Regions from separate parts of the Sus scrofa genome. Here region 2 is linked to region 1. Evidence: chromatin contacts called from public HiChIP or PLAC-seq data. All regions are on one chromosome and are shown on one strand. Each heading gives the region's core, a stretch centred on a gene start, on an enhancer-like site or on the middle of the called end of the contact. The rest is flanking DNA. Distances are from core to core; before and after follow the strand shown. Region 1 overlaps MSH3 (DNA mismatch repair protein Msh3). Region 2 overlaps RASGRF2 (ras-specific guanine nucleotide-releasing factor 2).

Region 1 (7,683 bases), core at 2,570-5,069:
TCTAACTAAAGTGTGATAAGGAAATAAACTCTGGGTTCAGAGTGAAGACGGCATACGGAAATATACATCTAATTTCACTTGGTCCTGGAACTCCATTAAGAATTATAATAGGGCAGAGAGAAGAGGCGCGGTGACAATTTCAAATGAAATATCTGAAGTTAGAAGGAAAATGGATGAGCAATAACCAACTGAGCATACCAGAAAACTAAATCCAAAGTCAGAAGTAAAGAAAACCAAGAACCGGAGTTCCCATAGTGGCTCAGTGGTTAATGAATCTGACTAGGAACCATGAGGTTGCGGGTTCGATCCCTGGCCTTGCTCAGTGGGTTGAGGATCCGGCGTTGCCGTGAGCTGTGGTGTAGGTTGCAGACGCAGCTCGGATCCTGTGTTGCTGTGGCTCTGGCAGAGGCCCGCAGCTGTGGCTCCTATTGGAGCCCTAGCCTGGGAACCTCCATATGCCACGGGAGCAGACCAAGAAATGGTAAAAGGATAAAAAAAAAGAAAGAAAAGAAAAGAAAACCAAGAACCTATTGACAATACAAAAGGCTATTAAATGGCTCACGAATCAGGGCACCAGTAGCTCTGGAAATGGAAAAAAGGGAGGCTCTAAGATAAAGTGTATTGGTTCAAAAACAATTTAATCCTTATATTCCCACCCCACTCCAAGCTCAAGGGCTTCCTCCTTCTTCCACTTCAGAAGAAGACTGGGGATTTCTCTAGAAAAGGCAAAAGAAGCACAGGTGAGATGCAGCACTGTGCCTAAGGCAGAAAAATAATGGGAAAATAGGCTTTCTGGAGGCTGAGAAACGAGCCTCTTCTCACCAGTTCTCAGAACACAGGCAGCCAGAGCTCTCTCTCCAGGCAGGAGCTATGAAGACTCTGGACTGGAGAAACTGACCAGCTTCATGGGAAAGACGTAAAGATACTGACCTCAACCTCATGGTTCCTAGTTGATTTTGTTTTGTTTTTGTCTCATTTCCAGGAATTCACCAAGGAGACCAAATCACCAGCCCCAGGACACCTGCTTTCCTGCCTCCACAGCTTTGCCCAAGAGAGTCTTTATCCCCGGAATGCCCTTGCCCCCAATTTCTACATGTCGAGTCGTATTCATTTCATCAAGACCCATCTCAAGACTACTTTTTGCTTCAACTGCTAATTCTCCCAGTTTTAAATCATCTTTTCGAGTTCTTGTTGTGGCTTAATGGTAACAAACCCCATGAGAATCCCTGAGGACTCAGGTTTGATGCATGGCCCTGCTCAGTGGGTTAAGGATCTGGTGTTGCCGTGAGCTGTGGTATAGGTTGGGGATGTAGCTAGGATCCCGTGTGGCTGTGGCGTAGGTCAGTGGCTACAGCTCCAATTCGATCCCTAGCCTGGGAAATTCCATATGCCACACATGAGGCCCTAAAAAGACAAAACAAAACAAAAAGACAAAAAAAAATAATAATCTTTTCTTTCTCTAAATTCCTATAACAAGGTCACATCTCTCTATAGCACTTACCACTCTCTGTCAATCAGCAGTTATTAATAAGCAAACAATGCATTAAAAAAGGGAAACTATCACATATACACCAGAATACATTATTTTTCCCCTTGGAGCAATTCTATTGGGTAGTTACTACTGAATATAAAGAAACCAGGACTGCATTTGTCATCTTTTATCCTTCCTATATCCACAAAAACACTCTGTGAGCAACAGCTGTGTTTCATTCATTTCTAAAAGTTTAAATCTTTTTATATTTACATTTAAACCTCTTTTTAGATGTATACTTTATCCAGTCTCCCATAAATCTTGTAGCTAGAAAAGTGTATATATGAAATCTCTTTTCATGTATATATATATTCACCTTATTTACTATAACTTTCACTTTTCAGGATAACTATTTGAATCACCCTTTAAAAGTGTACTATAAATTTTTATATTATATAAAGATTTCCCTCCCATCAATACAAAAAAAAAAGTTTCCCGGGATAAGGGTGGGCTATAAGTCTTAGAATTACACTCATACAAAAAAATAATAATAATATCTAAAACTGAAGTGTTTAAAAACTGAGGTGAGGGAGCCAAGGACTCTTTCAGCTAGTGAATACTTCCCTCTTTTCTTCTCGTGAGTTATTTAAGTAAACAATAAAGTTCATATTTCAAAATATTCCATGTCTACAGCCTTATTTCCACAAACTTCAGGGTTTGCTTGGCTGGATCGGCAGCCAGGATTTAGTGTGATGTAGTGAGACCCTCAATGGCTAATAATCTCACGCCCTTCTTCTCACCACGCTTCCCACTCCACCACCCTCCTCTCAGCACTGCCAAGGAAGATTCTGCCATGAAGCCATCATGGGACGTTCCAGTGTGGCACAGTGGGTTAAGGATCCGGTGTTCTCTTTCTTTTTTTTTTTTTTTTAATTAGTTAATGGTTTCTTTTTCTTTTTTCTTTTCTTTTTTATTACTCAAATGAATTTATCACATTTGTAGTTGTATAATGATCATAACAATCTAATTTCACAGGAAGGATCCAGTGTTCTCTTTCATAACGGCCACCGACATGCCATCCAGACTAAGGAAGACCCAGAAACTTCAGGTCCACATGAGCCACGGCCGCATCAGCAAACACCAGAAGCACCCAGGAGGCCGGGGGCAATGAGGGTGGCCTGCATCAGCACAGGATCAACTTTGACAAATGATTCTTTGGGAAAGCTGGAATGAGGCAATACCACTTAAAGAGGAACCAGAGCATCTGCCCAAGTGTCAACCTTGATAAACGTGGACCTTGGTCAGCAAGCAGACACGGGTAAATGCTGCAAAAAACAAGACTGGAGATGCTCCTATCATTGACGTGGTGTGATTGTGTTACTACAAAGTTCTGGGGAAGGAAAAGCTCCCAAAGCAGCCCGTCATCGTGAAAGCCAAATTTTTCAGCAGAGGAGCTGAAGAGAAGATTAAGGGGTGTGGTGGGGCCTGTGTCCTGGTAGCTTGAAACCACGTGGCAGGAAATTCATTCAATGTTGACATGTGCTTTTCAAAAAAAAAAAGGATCCAGTGTTGCTACAGCTGTGGCACAGATTGCAACTGCAGCATGTGTTCAACCCCTGGCCTGAGAACTTCCATATGCCATGGATGTGGTAAAAAAAAATGAGAATAAATAAAATAAAACATACCAAACCATTATAATTCCTGAACTATAAAACACATTAAGAGAAAGAACTGGTACACAAGAAATTACCCAGAGTTACAGGGGTTTTTTGTTTATTTGTTTTTGTCTAATTTCCATATGCACCCGTGGCATATGCAAGTTCCCCAAAGTTAGTTTTTTCTTAATGCTCCTAGGATCATCTATCTTGAGTCTTCTAAAAAAAACCAGGGGGAACCATGAATATGTTATTGGTGGGAAGAATGACGCTTACCTAGGGAAGCCAAAATCTTTCATTGCCTTCCTCACAGATACCCAAGAGAAATTTTAACACCGCATAAGGCCCTCAAGGTAAAAAATTACATTGGAAGCCTTCTGAAGTGAAAAGCCTCCAAGAGCTAGGAAACCCTCAGGCCTGAGAGACACAGACAGAGGTCCAGTCCTTCCACTGGGCCTTGAGGAAGACTGTAACCACTGCGGAAAACCGAGCTCTTGGAAAATTGAGTACTATGAAAATTAAAGGAGAAAGCTCACTAAAATGGAGGTGGGAGGCCAGAAGGGAGAGCTCTCCTGCTCGTACCACCCAAAGTCAACACAGACGCCAAAGGAAGAGACATACCAAGCACCTCCTGCAGCGAGTGACATTGCTTTCCCACACCAGCAGGAGACAGGAAGATGTTCTCCTTGCCTGGCAACAGTGCAACCAAGAGAGACTGTCACAACTCAGTCAAAAAAACTTGGGAAGTCCCAGTTTCCTCCAACAGACTTTCTGTCCACAGACTTTTATAAAAGCCCCACCCAACACTCTCTTCTCTTCTATAAAATTTCCTCTCCTTTGCCCTGCCCAACTTGTGTGTGGTTTGCCACAGCTGCATGTCATGAAGGGCAGTTCTTGACTACTCCCAAATGAATTCATTTAGCTGGTAAAATAACTGGCTGGTCTATTATTTTTGGTTAACAGTACCCAAATAAGCCTTAGCAACCCCATATTATACTTAATATAGTCCTATACTTTTTTTTAGGCTGCACTCTCAGCATATGGAGGTTCCCAGGCTAGGGGTCCAATCGGAGCTATAGCTGCCGGCCTACACCACAGCCACAGCACTGTAGGATCCAAGCCGCATTTTCGACCTACACCACAGCTCACGGCAATGCCGGATCCCCAACCCACTGAGCGAGGCCAGGGATGGAACCCGAATCCTCATGGATACAAGTCAGATTTGTTCCACTGCACCACGACAGGAACTCCCTATTCCTATACTTAAAACCTTATATTATTTCCATTTCTGAAGATGCAATGAAATGAATTATCAAATTGCCACAACATGAGATTAAGACTTGGTAGCATTATCACTAATGACTCTGAGCCCTTAAGAGGATATAACCTAGAAACAAGGCCACCAGATGCTGTCCCAACATGTTAAACAGATGGAAAATCCCTTGTTAAAAATCTTTCACCAAAATTAACTTCGCTGTTTAAGATTTAATATTTTGTGTATCATAAAATGCAAATACAGAATAGTTTTTTCCTCTCCTCTCTTTTGAGGCATTCCCCTCTAGGCCTAAGTTATAAGGGATCAAGGAGGTAGGAGAATTACATTTTAAATAAAGAATTTTATTTATTTTTATTTTTATTTTTGTGCCATGCCTATGGCATGTGAAGTTTCCAGGCCAGGGACTGAGCCTGCACCACAGCAGTCACCCAAAGCATTGCAGGGACAATGCTGGATCCTTAACCCACTACTCCATAAGAGAACTCCTAAATAAAGAATTTTAATCTAGAAGGATGCATGGAGTAGATGCTGAAGTGTCACCATAAACAGATTTAATTTTTTTTTTTTTTTGGTCTTTTTGTCTTCTTAGGGCCAAACTCGCAGCAAATGGAGGTTCCCAGGCTAGGAGTCTAATCAGAGCTATAACTGCTGGCCTGTGCCACAAAAGTCACAGCAATGCAGGATCTGAGCCGCATCTGCAACCTACACCACAGCTCATGGTAACACCGGATCCTTAACCCACTGAGCAAGGCCACGGATCAAACCCGCAACCTCATGGTTCCTAGTCGGAGTCGTTTCTGCTGCGCCACAACAGGAACTCCCTATTTTTAAAAATCTGTTTCGTAACCTGTTTTACAGATAAAATAATCTATCATGTTAAAGAAAAAAAAAAAAAAGAAACACCTTTGGCTATTAAAAACATATTTTAAGTTGGTTGCACTAAACACAATGTTCAAGCAAAACTAGTCTACACTGAAATCAGGATAGTGGTTATCCTTACTGTGGGGAGGAGAGGTTGTCAGTCAAGAGAGCACAGGAGATTTCTGGGGGTCTTAGCAATATAGCTTCTTGATCTAAGCGATGGTTACATAGGTGACTCAATGTGTGAAAATTTATCAGGCTTATGATTCTCTATACAAGTTAAACATCTACAAAGAACTGAAAACAACAAATCAGTGTCTACAGATCCCAGGTTCTCAAAAATTGTTTGGGGAGTTCCCACTGTGGTACAATGGGTTAGGAATACAACTGCAGTGGCTTGGGTGGCTGTGGAGACATGGGTTCAATAACTTCCACATGCCACGGGTGCAGCCATTAAAAAAAAAAAAATATATATATATATATATAGTATAGACAATGAATATTTGAGGGAAAAAAGGAACTCAGGCAGATCCACATGATGGGATATCACTCAACAATAAAAAGGAATGACATGGAGTACTAAAAATCAGACAGAAAGTAAAATGGTTATTGCCAAGGACTGGGGGAGGGAAAATGGAGAGCTATATTTAATGGCTATAGAGTTTCAATTTTACAAGATGAAAAAAAGACTTCTAGAAATGGATGGGGGTGATGGTTGTACAACATTATGAATGTAATTAATACCACTGAAATATACACTTAAAAATGGTTACAATGGTAGAATTTACATTATATATATATATGTATTACCATAATAAAAAAAAAATCGAAAAAAAATTTAAGGAGTTCCCTTTGCGGCACAGCAAAACAAATCTGACTAGTATCCATGATGCTGCAGGTTCAATCCCTGGCCTTGCTCAGTGCGTCAGGCACCGGGTGTTGCCATGAGCTATGGTGTAGGTCACAGACATGATTTGGGTACCATGTTGCTGTGGCTGTGGCACAGGCCAACAGCTGCAGCTCCAACTGGACCCCTGCCTGGGAACTTTCATATACTATGGGTGGGGCCCTAAAAAGCCAAAGGAAAAAATCTTTTTTTAAAGAGAGGAGGTACTGCTACATGCTACAACATGGATGAACCTTGGAAACATTATGCTAAGAGAAAGAAACCAGACAAAAAGGCCACATATCGTATGATTCTATTTATGTGAAAGGTTCAGAATAGGCAAATCTCTAGACAGAAAATAGATTCACCTTTGCTTAGGTCTGGGCAGGGTGGGGGGGTACATTGGGGGAAAATAGGAAGTGAGTGCTAATAGGTACTGAGGTCCTTTCCGGATGATGAAAATGTTCTAAAACTGACTTTAATGAGGGTTGCGCACTTCAGTGAATATATGAAAAGTCGTTGAATTGCACATGCTAAATGGGTAAATTATATCACATGTGGTTATACCTTAATGATTCTGTTACTTAAAAAAAAAAAAATTGAGGTAGAGCAATCATCCAGTTTTGACTGGTGAATGCCCCTCTTTCTCCTTTCTGAGTGTGGATTTTTAACAAGTAGCAAAGGTTTTATTTCAAAACACTTCAAGTCTGTCACCCCGTTTCCACCTCGGCTCTCCTGGGTGCCTGGGTAAGTTAGTGGGTAATGTGGTAACCCTCCATTCTCACCTACTGCCTCCCTCTTCTATAAAAGGTAGATAACAAGGGTTGTTGGGAAGAATAAAGAACTACAAAAAGCGGGGAGTTCCCGTCATGGCGCAGTGGTTAATGAATCCGACTAGGTTGCGGGTTCGGTCCCTGCCCTTGCTCAGTGGGTTAACGGTCCGGCGTTGCCTTGAACTGTGGTGTAGGTTGCAGATGCGGCTCGGATCCTGCGTTGCTGTGGCTCTGGCGTAGGCCGGTGGCTACAGCTCCGATTCGACCCCTAGCCTGGGAACCTCCATATGCCGCGGGAGCGGCCCAAAGAAATAGCAAAAAAAAAAAAAGAAGAAGAACTACAAAAAGCCTCTACAACAATGGCTGGTAAACAATGGGTGCTCATTAATGGCTTGGAGAATTTACTGAAAAACTGAATAGATCAGGTAAAGAAACAGGTACTGCAGATACTCGATACAGAGTAATGAAGCAAAAAAACGTAGAAAATGCCAACATTAGCACATGGCAGATGTGTCAAGTCATGCATCTTATCACAGTCCTTTCAGGTAGGACCGGGGAAAGGGTATCATCAGATTTATCCTTCTCTGAAGCCACGTGTCTCCATTCCCATAGTTATTTCATACTAAGGCTTTCATGCTGACCCTAAATCCAAATTTTGCCTTTTGAGGAAGGACAGATATCTTACATCCCTGATCCACTGAATCATTTTCTTTGGTATCATTTTCTTTACCTAATTCTCTGGGGATAATGAAGAAAGGAGC
Region 2 (7,683 bases), core at 1,981-4,480, 480 kb before region 1:
AACATGAACTTCACTGCCACACTGTCTGGGTTCAAGTCCCTGTCCCCCTGCTGTGCAAGTGATGGCTCCTCTCTGGTGTCCAGGGTCCTCAAGTCCTGCATGGGTTATTAAGGATACCAACCTCAGAGGCTTATTTGGAGATGCAGTTAGTTAATACATGTTAATCAAAATGAGAGCTCAATAAATGTTAGCTACCGTTACAACTCAATATTGGGTCTGTGTCTTGGGGCTCTCTCTGTGCCAGCCCGTGTTCCTACCTTGGCCACCATTTCAGGATTAAGAAACCATTTTCATATTTTTCCACTGAGTCTCTATTTTAAAAGATTTTAAATTATAATTAAGGGACATATTTCCTCTAAGAATGAATTCGAGCCTTAAGCAATGTCACTGGCAAACTTCTTGAAAGTTGTCTCTACTCACTGATTTCATTTTGTCTCCTACTCACTCTGTATCCCATTCCAAGCTTCTCGCCCTATCTTACCATCATTAAGGTCACCAGTAACCTCTGTGTCTGTAGAGCTGATAGCTAGCTATCATCTCTCCATAGGAAATCTCATCTCATGATCACCTACAAGAAAATCACTCATGTCATTAGATCCCCAGATTTATCTGAGCTCTGGCCCCATATATCCAACTGCTTCTTGATACTTTCCCCTCAGATGTTTCAAAAATCTCAAACTCAACATGTGCAAAAGAAAAACCCATAGCCTTTCCACAAAACCTTGCCCTCTTCCAGTGTTTTCTCTCTCTCAGCAAAGGAATACCAACGCCATCCAATTACATAAGCCCAGACCTTTGGAGTTGTTCTTGGCCCATCTCTCTGCTTCTTCCTGATAATTTCACCTGCTCAATAAGTCTCCACTCAATCCCTGTCTTTGTATCTACAAAGGCCAAACTGGATTTGAGCTCCAGCAAGCCTCATCCAGTCTACTGACAATAGCCTCCCAAGCATTTTTTCTTTTTTTCTGTCTTTTTGCCTTTTCTTGAGCCACTCCCTTGGCATATGGAGGTTCCCAGGCTAGGGGTCCAATTGGAGCTGTAGCTGCTGGCCTACGCCAGAGCCACAGCAACGCGGGATCTGAGCCGCGTCTGCCACCCACACCACAGCTCACGGCAATGCCAGATTCTTAACCCACTGAGAAAGGCCAGGGATCGAACCTGCAACCTCATGGTTCCTAGTCGGATTCATTAACCACTGCGTCATGACGGGAACTCCCCAAGTAGTTTCTTTATCATCACTCCTCCCTCCTAATATGGTCACTTTTCTGAACTCAGAAAGATCTTTCTTCTTCTTTTTTTGGTCTTTTTAGGGCCACACCCATGGCATATAGAAATTCCCAGGCTAGGAGTCAAAACAGAGCTGTAGCTGCCAGCCTACGCCACAGCCACAGCCACAGCAGATCCGAGCTGCATCTGTGACCTATACCACAGTTTGCAGCAAGGTCAGGGACTGAACTTGCGTCCTCATCGATGCTAGTCAGATTCGTTTCCGCTGAGCCACGATGGGAACTCCATGAACTCAGAAAGATCTTTCAAAGGGCCAATTAGATGTGTCATTCCCCTGTTTAAAGCCCTTCAATGACTCCTACGATAAATATAAAACTCCTTCACACCCTGCAAGGCCTTCTATGGTTTGGTCCCTAGCTCCCTCTCAGCCTTTTTTGGAGCTGCATTCTTCTCACTATTTCCTCTTCCATTTAAGCTCTCTTGTTTTAGTCCCTCATCCTCACCCCAGGGCCTTTGCACATACTGTTTCCCAGTTATCACTCTTTTTTTCACTCTGTGGAAGCCAGTCTTACTGCACTTCTCCAAAGAGGCCTGGCCCTTCCTGGCTGCATTGGATAAATTCCCCACTGCACATCTCACAGTAACATGCACATTTACTTTCTGACAGTTGCTACATTTGCAGTTTTACACTTCTGTATGTAACTATCTCATCATGATTTATGTCCTCCATGAAGACAGGAATTGGGTATGTTTTTGCTGAGCACAAACACATATGTGGCGGAGTTCCCATCGCGACTCACTGGTTAATGAATCCGACTAGGAACCCTGAGGTTGCGGGTTCGATCCCTGGCCTTGCTCAGTGGGTTAATGATCCAGCATTGCCGTGAGCGGTGGTATAGGTCACAGATGCAGCTCAGATCCCATGTTGTTGTGGCTCTGGTGTAGGCCAGTGGCTACAGCTCTGATTCAACCCCTAGCCTGGGAACCTCCATATGCCTCAGGAGCAGCCCAAGAAATGGCAGAAAGACAAAAACAAACAAACAAACAAACACATACCTGGCATGTGTGGCAGATGGTGGGCACAAAATACATTTGCTGAATAAGCATAAGTGAACAGAAGCTTGGAGAGTAGGAACTTAGTGTTTCTTGCATGTGCTCTAAACATAAGGATGACTGAGTGAAAGACTGAAGGAACAGCCCTCAGAGCTTATGAATGAGTTAGACCAAAAAAGTCCATGAACTTTTAAAGGGCAGAGGCCCCTTCTCCACACTCCTCTTTGAATGGAGACAGGCTTCTTCCACCCTCTAGCAGATACCATCAGAATATGAGGATGATGTGCTTTGGGCCAGACAAGGTATCTGGAAAAAACCTCTTGCTATGAAAAGCTTAGACATTCTGGGTAAAAGATAATAAATATCTTTTAAAATGCACATCTGAGTTCTCAAGAAAATAAGCCTTGTGTTTCCAGGCCCACACAGAGAGATGTGAAAATCAGAACCAAGCCTCTGAACTAATGCTGGCTGCCCTGAGAGCAGAGGTTACAAGGCTTGGAAATTGGGGATGTGGACTGCAAATCCACGTTGTTCAGGAAATGAAGCCCCAGGGCCTTCAGGAAGTGTGGTGACAGAATTAGAACTGAGACTCCCACCTAAAGCTGGAACTCTCAAAAAACCATCCCCTCTGCCCAAGAGAGGATGAGGGAAAAATTTTCCATTCTGCACAAGGGGACAGTTAAGAAAGGTGACTATCTTAGCCTGGATCTCAGTGAGAGGGAAGAAAAAAAAAAGCCTCCCTGAAAATTGATAATACAAGTCCACCTCATGCAGGTTCCACACCACTGGGTCACCCAGGCCAGTGACAACCCTGATCCCAACAAAAGCTCACACAAAACCTCTCTATGGGGGCCGAGGGGGACGGGACACACACACACACATAGTCAACCCTAGCCAATACTGGATTACTAATAAGAAAGCTCCAGAAGAAAAACTCACAACCCCAAGTTACAAAATACACAAGTCTTGCACTACGAACAAGGGTCACCAGATACAAAGGTCAGGAACTCCCCACCTCACCCAACTCCTCCACCACCGCCAAGAATTTCAGAAGCTGGAACTACGCAATAGTTCTAGTTAAAATATCCTAAAATTAGGATGTTTATAAAGACTAAAGATATAAAAGCGGCAACTGAAAACATGTGAAAAGATTGAAAAAAAAATTTTTTTTTTTTTTTTTTTTGCTTTTTTAGAGCTGCACCCTCAGCGTAGGGAGGTTCCCAGGTTAGAGGTCTAATCAGAGCTACAGCTGCTGGCCTATACCACAGCCATAGCAACTCAGGATCTGAGCCTTATCTGTGACCTACACTATAGCTCATGGCAACTCCAGATCCGTAACTCACTGAGTGAGGCCAGGGACCAAACCTGCAACCTCATGGTTCCTAGTTGGATTCATTTCCACTGCACCACAAAGGGAACTCCTGCAAAATATTTTCAAAGTCAAATTTTACAAGAATCACATAAAACATCTTCAAATTAATAGTAGTATTCTTTCAATTATTGCTGAAAAATAGACAAATAGCAATTTAAAAGAGATTACAATAAATAAAAACAGGTTAACCCCAGTTGAATAAAGTAAACTGTAAAGAGATCGGAAAAACAGATCTGAGAAAATTACCCAAATGCAGTAAGAGCTAAAGAGATAAAAAACAGAAAAAAGGGTGTTAGGAGTTCTCATTGTGGCACAGCGGGTTAAGGATCTAGCATTGTCTCTACAGTGGTGTAGGTTTGATCCCTGGCTCAGCACAGTGGGTTAAGGATCTGGCGTTGCCACAGTTGCAGTGTTAAGTCACAAACTGCAGCTCAGTTCTGATCTCTGGCCCAGGAACTCCATATGCTACAGGGCAGCAAAAAAAAAAAAAAAAAAAAAAAAAAAAAAACAACAAGAAAGAGGATAGAGGCCTTTGATTTTAGAAACACTGCCTATTTAAACTACCAATTTAGAAATTCCCTAAACCAGACACATGAACCTTCTCTCTGAGGGGCAAATCTGTAATAAGTCTTGATAGATCAAGTTTTATAAATGAAGATGCTGCTCATCCACTAACTGAAATTGCCTTAGTGGGGCTCTCATGTATTAAGACATGTGTAGTCTTGCTGTAATATAGCACATTATGTCCACACTCCCGATCAGACAGCCCACCTCCCCATTTTTCACAAATTTAAAGCTCTATGAGCAAAGCAACAATTTTCTGCAAATCACCAGATAGCCTCCTTATTACAAGCTGTCATCTAAGCTGGGGGTTGCTTGAGCGATATTTATATCTGAATTTAAACATAAACTATACCACTAATTGGTGGTGATACCCACCCAGAAGCCATTCTGTCCTAGAATCATGGATCCACCCCCAAGGAGTTCTTGTGCCCATTTTTTTGGAAGAGCAAACAGCAAATCTTTGTAGCGCTTTAAACATCTTTCACTGGTCAGGTATGACTGCACAATCAAACTCTACATATATAAGGAGAGTTCATTTTACTAATTAACATCTGGAATACCCACATCTTTTCAATTTATGCACACTCTCTTTCATCATTGTTGTAGGCACTGGACAAAAGGGCTAATCTGGGCAACAAAAGCCATCTGGAAAAATGATAAGAACCAAATCACCACATGTGTGATTCTATCTTATGGTCCTTCCTCCCAGACACTTTGTCAGTCCATCCCTTAGAGTAATTGGTAGATGCGACATCTCTCTCATTAGCTGTAACTCCTTGGTGCAGGGATCTTATCCTGAGCATCTTTGTACACAGGCACTCAGCAGTTATACTTGTTAACAAAAAGTGCATCACTCCCTGAAAACTATTTGAAAGTATCTGCAGATGCTATACCTGAATTAAGGGCATTCTATCACCATATTACCATGATGATGATGTATTTGAAATCTGTCAAAGAAAGACATACAATAAAGTAATGGGGAGCAAGCAAGGAAATTTTAAAATAGAGAAAGAGAGGACATTTATTTATTTATTTATTTTGCTCTTTAGGGCCATACTCAGGCATATGGAAGTCGCCAGGTTAGGGGTAGAATTGGAGCTATAGCTACCAGCCTATGCCACAGCCACAGCAACGCAGGATCTGAGCTGCGCCTAAAATCTACACCACAGCTCAGAGCAACCCGGATCCTTAATCCACTGCCCATTGAGCGAGGCCAGGGGTGTAACCTGCATCCTCATGGATGCTAGTGGGATTCGTTTCCACTGTGCCACAACAGGTACTCGGACATTTTTGATTTTATTCTTCAAATGGTGTGACACTTAGCTAACTTCACTGACTATTTTTAAAGGCAAGTAAAATAATGGCGAGATGGAAATAAGATTACATGTAGGCGACGTGGATTATGGGCTTGTCCAGTTAGAGCTACCCCGAGACTGCCTGAGGACATACTGTCAAAGACAAGGAAGTCTTGAATGGGGTGAGGTGTTTTAATATCAAAAGTAGGAGTTCCCACTGTGGCACAGTGGGTTAAGGATCTAGCATTGCCGTAGCTGTGGCTTAGGTCACAGCTACAGCTCGAATTTGATCCCTGTTCTGCCGAAAGAAAAAAAAAGTAGATCACCAAGAAGTGGACCATGGAACTGTCATTAATGCCAACAAAGCATCTTTAGGCCTTCCTCTGACTTTTGCGTAAAATCAGGAAGAGCCAAAAAGCACAGATAATATTGATGGTCCATGGTGGTCCACGGTGATGCACTGAGGAAAAGTAAATGTTTATTTTGGGTAACTTTAATCATGCTTCTAGAAACTATTTTTTTGTTGTTGTTGTGTTCTTATCCCCAGGACCTAGCACTGTAGGTGTAAATAAATTTAGGCTTATTGAATGACTGCATTGCCGTCACTTTAATGGTTATATTGGTAGAGGAATTAGAAAAACTCCATGTTAGTGATGAACTGTTTGTCACTTTACGCAGATGGAACTCAATCTCTCCAATGACATCAATGTTATCCATATACCTTATCCAATAGATATCTTTCTATAAATTGTGTGCAAGGCAGAAATCATATAATTGGTTTGTACATTTCTGTGCACTCAGATTACAACTGTATTTCGACTCTGGTAGCTGGCATGCAAAGATCACTGATATTTACTGTTGCTTTGTGCAGGCACTGTGCTAGGAGCTTTAGAAGTGTCTATAATTTAACCCTCATGATAATAACAATTGTCATTTATCACATGCCCACCAAGTACAGGACTATGAGTGATGTGACTTCTTCAATAACAACAGCAACTCTGTTGAGTAAATGTTGTTTTCCTCACTTATGGACAAAGAAATAGGAACTCAGAGAGGTTAAGTAATTGGGCCAAGGTCACAGTTTCTAAGTGGCAGAACCAGAACTTGAAGTCGAGGTCTGCCCATTTCCAAAGCCAGAGTCCTTTGAATTACACCTCATGACCTGGATCCAAAATTTACATTTTTTTAAATAATTTTTTTATTTTCCCACTGTACAGCAAGGGGGTCAGGTTATCCTTACATGTATACATTACAATTACATTTTTCCCCCACCCTTTCTTCTGTTGCAACATGAGTATCTAGACAAAGTTCTCAATGCTATTCAGCAGGATCTCCTTGTAAATCTATTCTAGTTGTGTCTGATAAGCCCAAGCTCCCGATCCCTCCCACTCCCTCCCTCTCCCATCAGGCAGCCACAAGTCTCTTCTCCAAGTCCATGATTTTCTTTTCTGAGGAGATGTTCATGGATGGAACTAGAGAATCTCATCCTGAGTGAAATGAGCCAGAAAGACAAAGACAAATACCATATGATATCACTTATAACTGGAATCTAATATCCAGCACAAATGAACAAAATTTACATTTTAAGTTTTACTTGCAAGTTGGTAACCAACGAGAGAAGATGCTATGTGAATCTTTTGGGAAAGTAAGTGCTTTTCTTTAATTCTCTCTTTTAAATTTTGAAAGTGCTAAGAACACAGCACTGTTATGGCATTTCATACTGTAATGGATTTGAAACAAAAAGTTTTATCTATCTAACTGGAATTTAAATTTTTTCAAAAATGTACTCTTTCTCCAAATTCATTCCATTTCCTATGTGACCACTGTATGCCCCAGAGCTTTTAAAACTTGCAGTCGTGATTTATATATGGGTAGTGAGATCAATTTAGTGGGTTGTTAACAGCATTTAAACAATGAAATAGATGAAAATTCTCTGAGTAGGTTGTACATAGTGAAAATGAATATTCTTTAGGGAAATTTTGTACCAATTGTGTGTGTGTGGGGGGGGGTGTATCCTGCATCAAAATGTAAAATGCATTTCTTAAGAGTGATTGCAATTTAAAAAAAGTTTGAAAGTGGCTAAAACAGATAATCTGATTATTAGCGTTAGGTTTCAACCACCTGCATTAATTTCCCAGAAACTCTGGATAACCAAGTGCATTCTTTACTCTG

What was found. HiChIP or PLAC-seq counts read pairs in DNA pulled down with a chosen protein or histone mark.
Region 2: a contact with region 1 is called in an H3K27ac HiChIP or PLAC-seq map of alveolar macrophages. The contact joins two enhancer-like sites. A contact is called at or near these places in 1 of 47 Hi-C or Micro-C datasets (epiblast stem cells) and 1 of 2 datasets of contacts at active chromatin or transcription factors (alveolar macrophages).

Annotation. Positions count from the first base shown.
Region 1 is chr2:89,258,522-89,266,204 of Sscrofa11.1, reverse strand. The region is part of intron 2 of MSH3 (DNA mismatch repair protein Msh3); the gene reads right to left. It also overlaps the pseudogene LOC110259410. Among named protein-coding and RNA genes, the nearest start is that of MSH3, 6.7 kb to the right of the region's middle. Within about 2 kb of position 3,819, at least 1 of the 83 cell types and tissues checked has an H3K27ac peak or open chromatin away from gene starts, as enhancers often do. A contact at or near this core is called in alveolar macrophages, where this site is marked.
Region 2 is chr2:89,737,903-89,745,585 of Sscrofa11.1, reverse strand. The region is part of intron 17 of RASGRF2 (ras-specific guanine nucleotide-releasing factor 2); the gene reads right to left. Among named protein-coding and RNA genes, the nearest start is that of CKMT2, 72 kb to the left of the region's middle. Within about 2 kb of position 3,230, at least 1 of the 83 cell types and tissues checked has an H3K27ac peak or open chromatin away from gene starts, as enhancers often do. A contact at or near this core is called in alveolar macrophages, where this site is marked.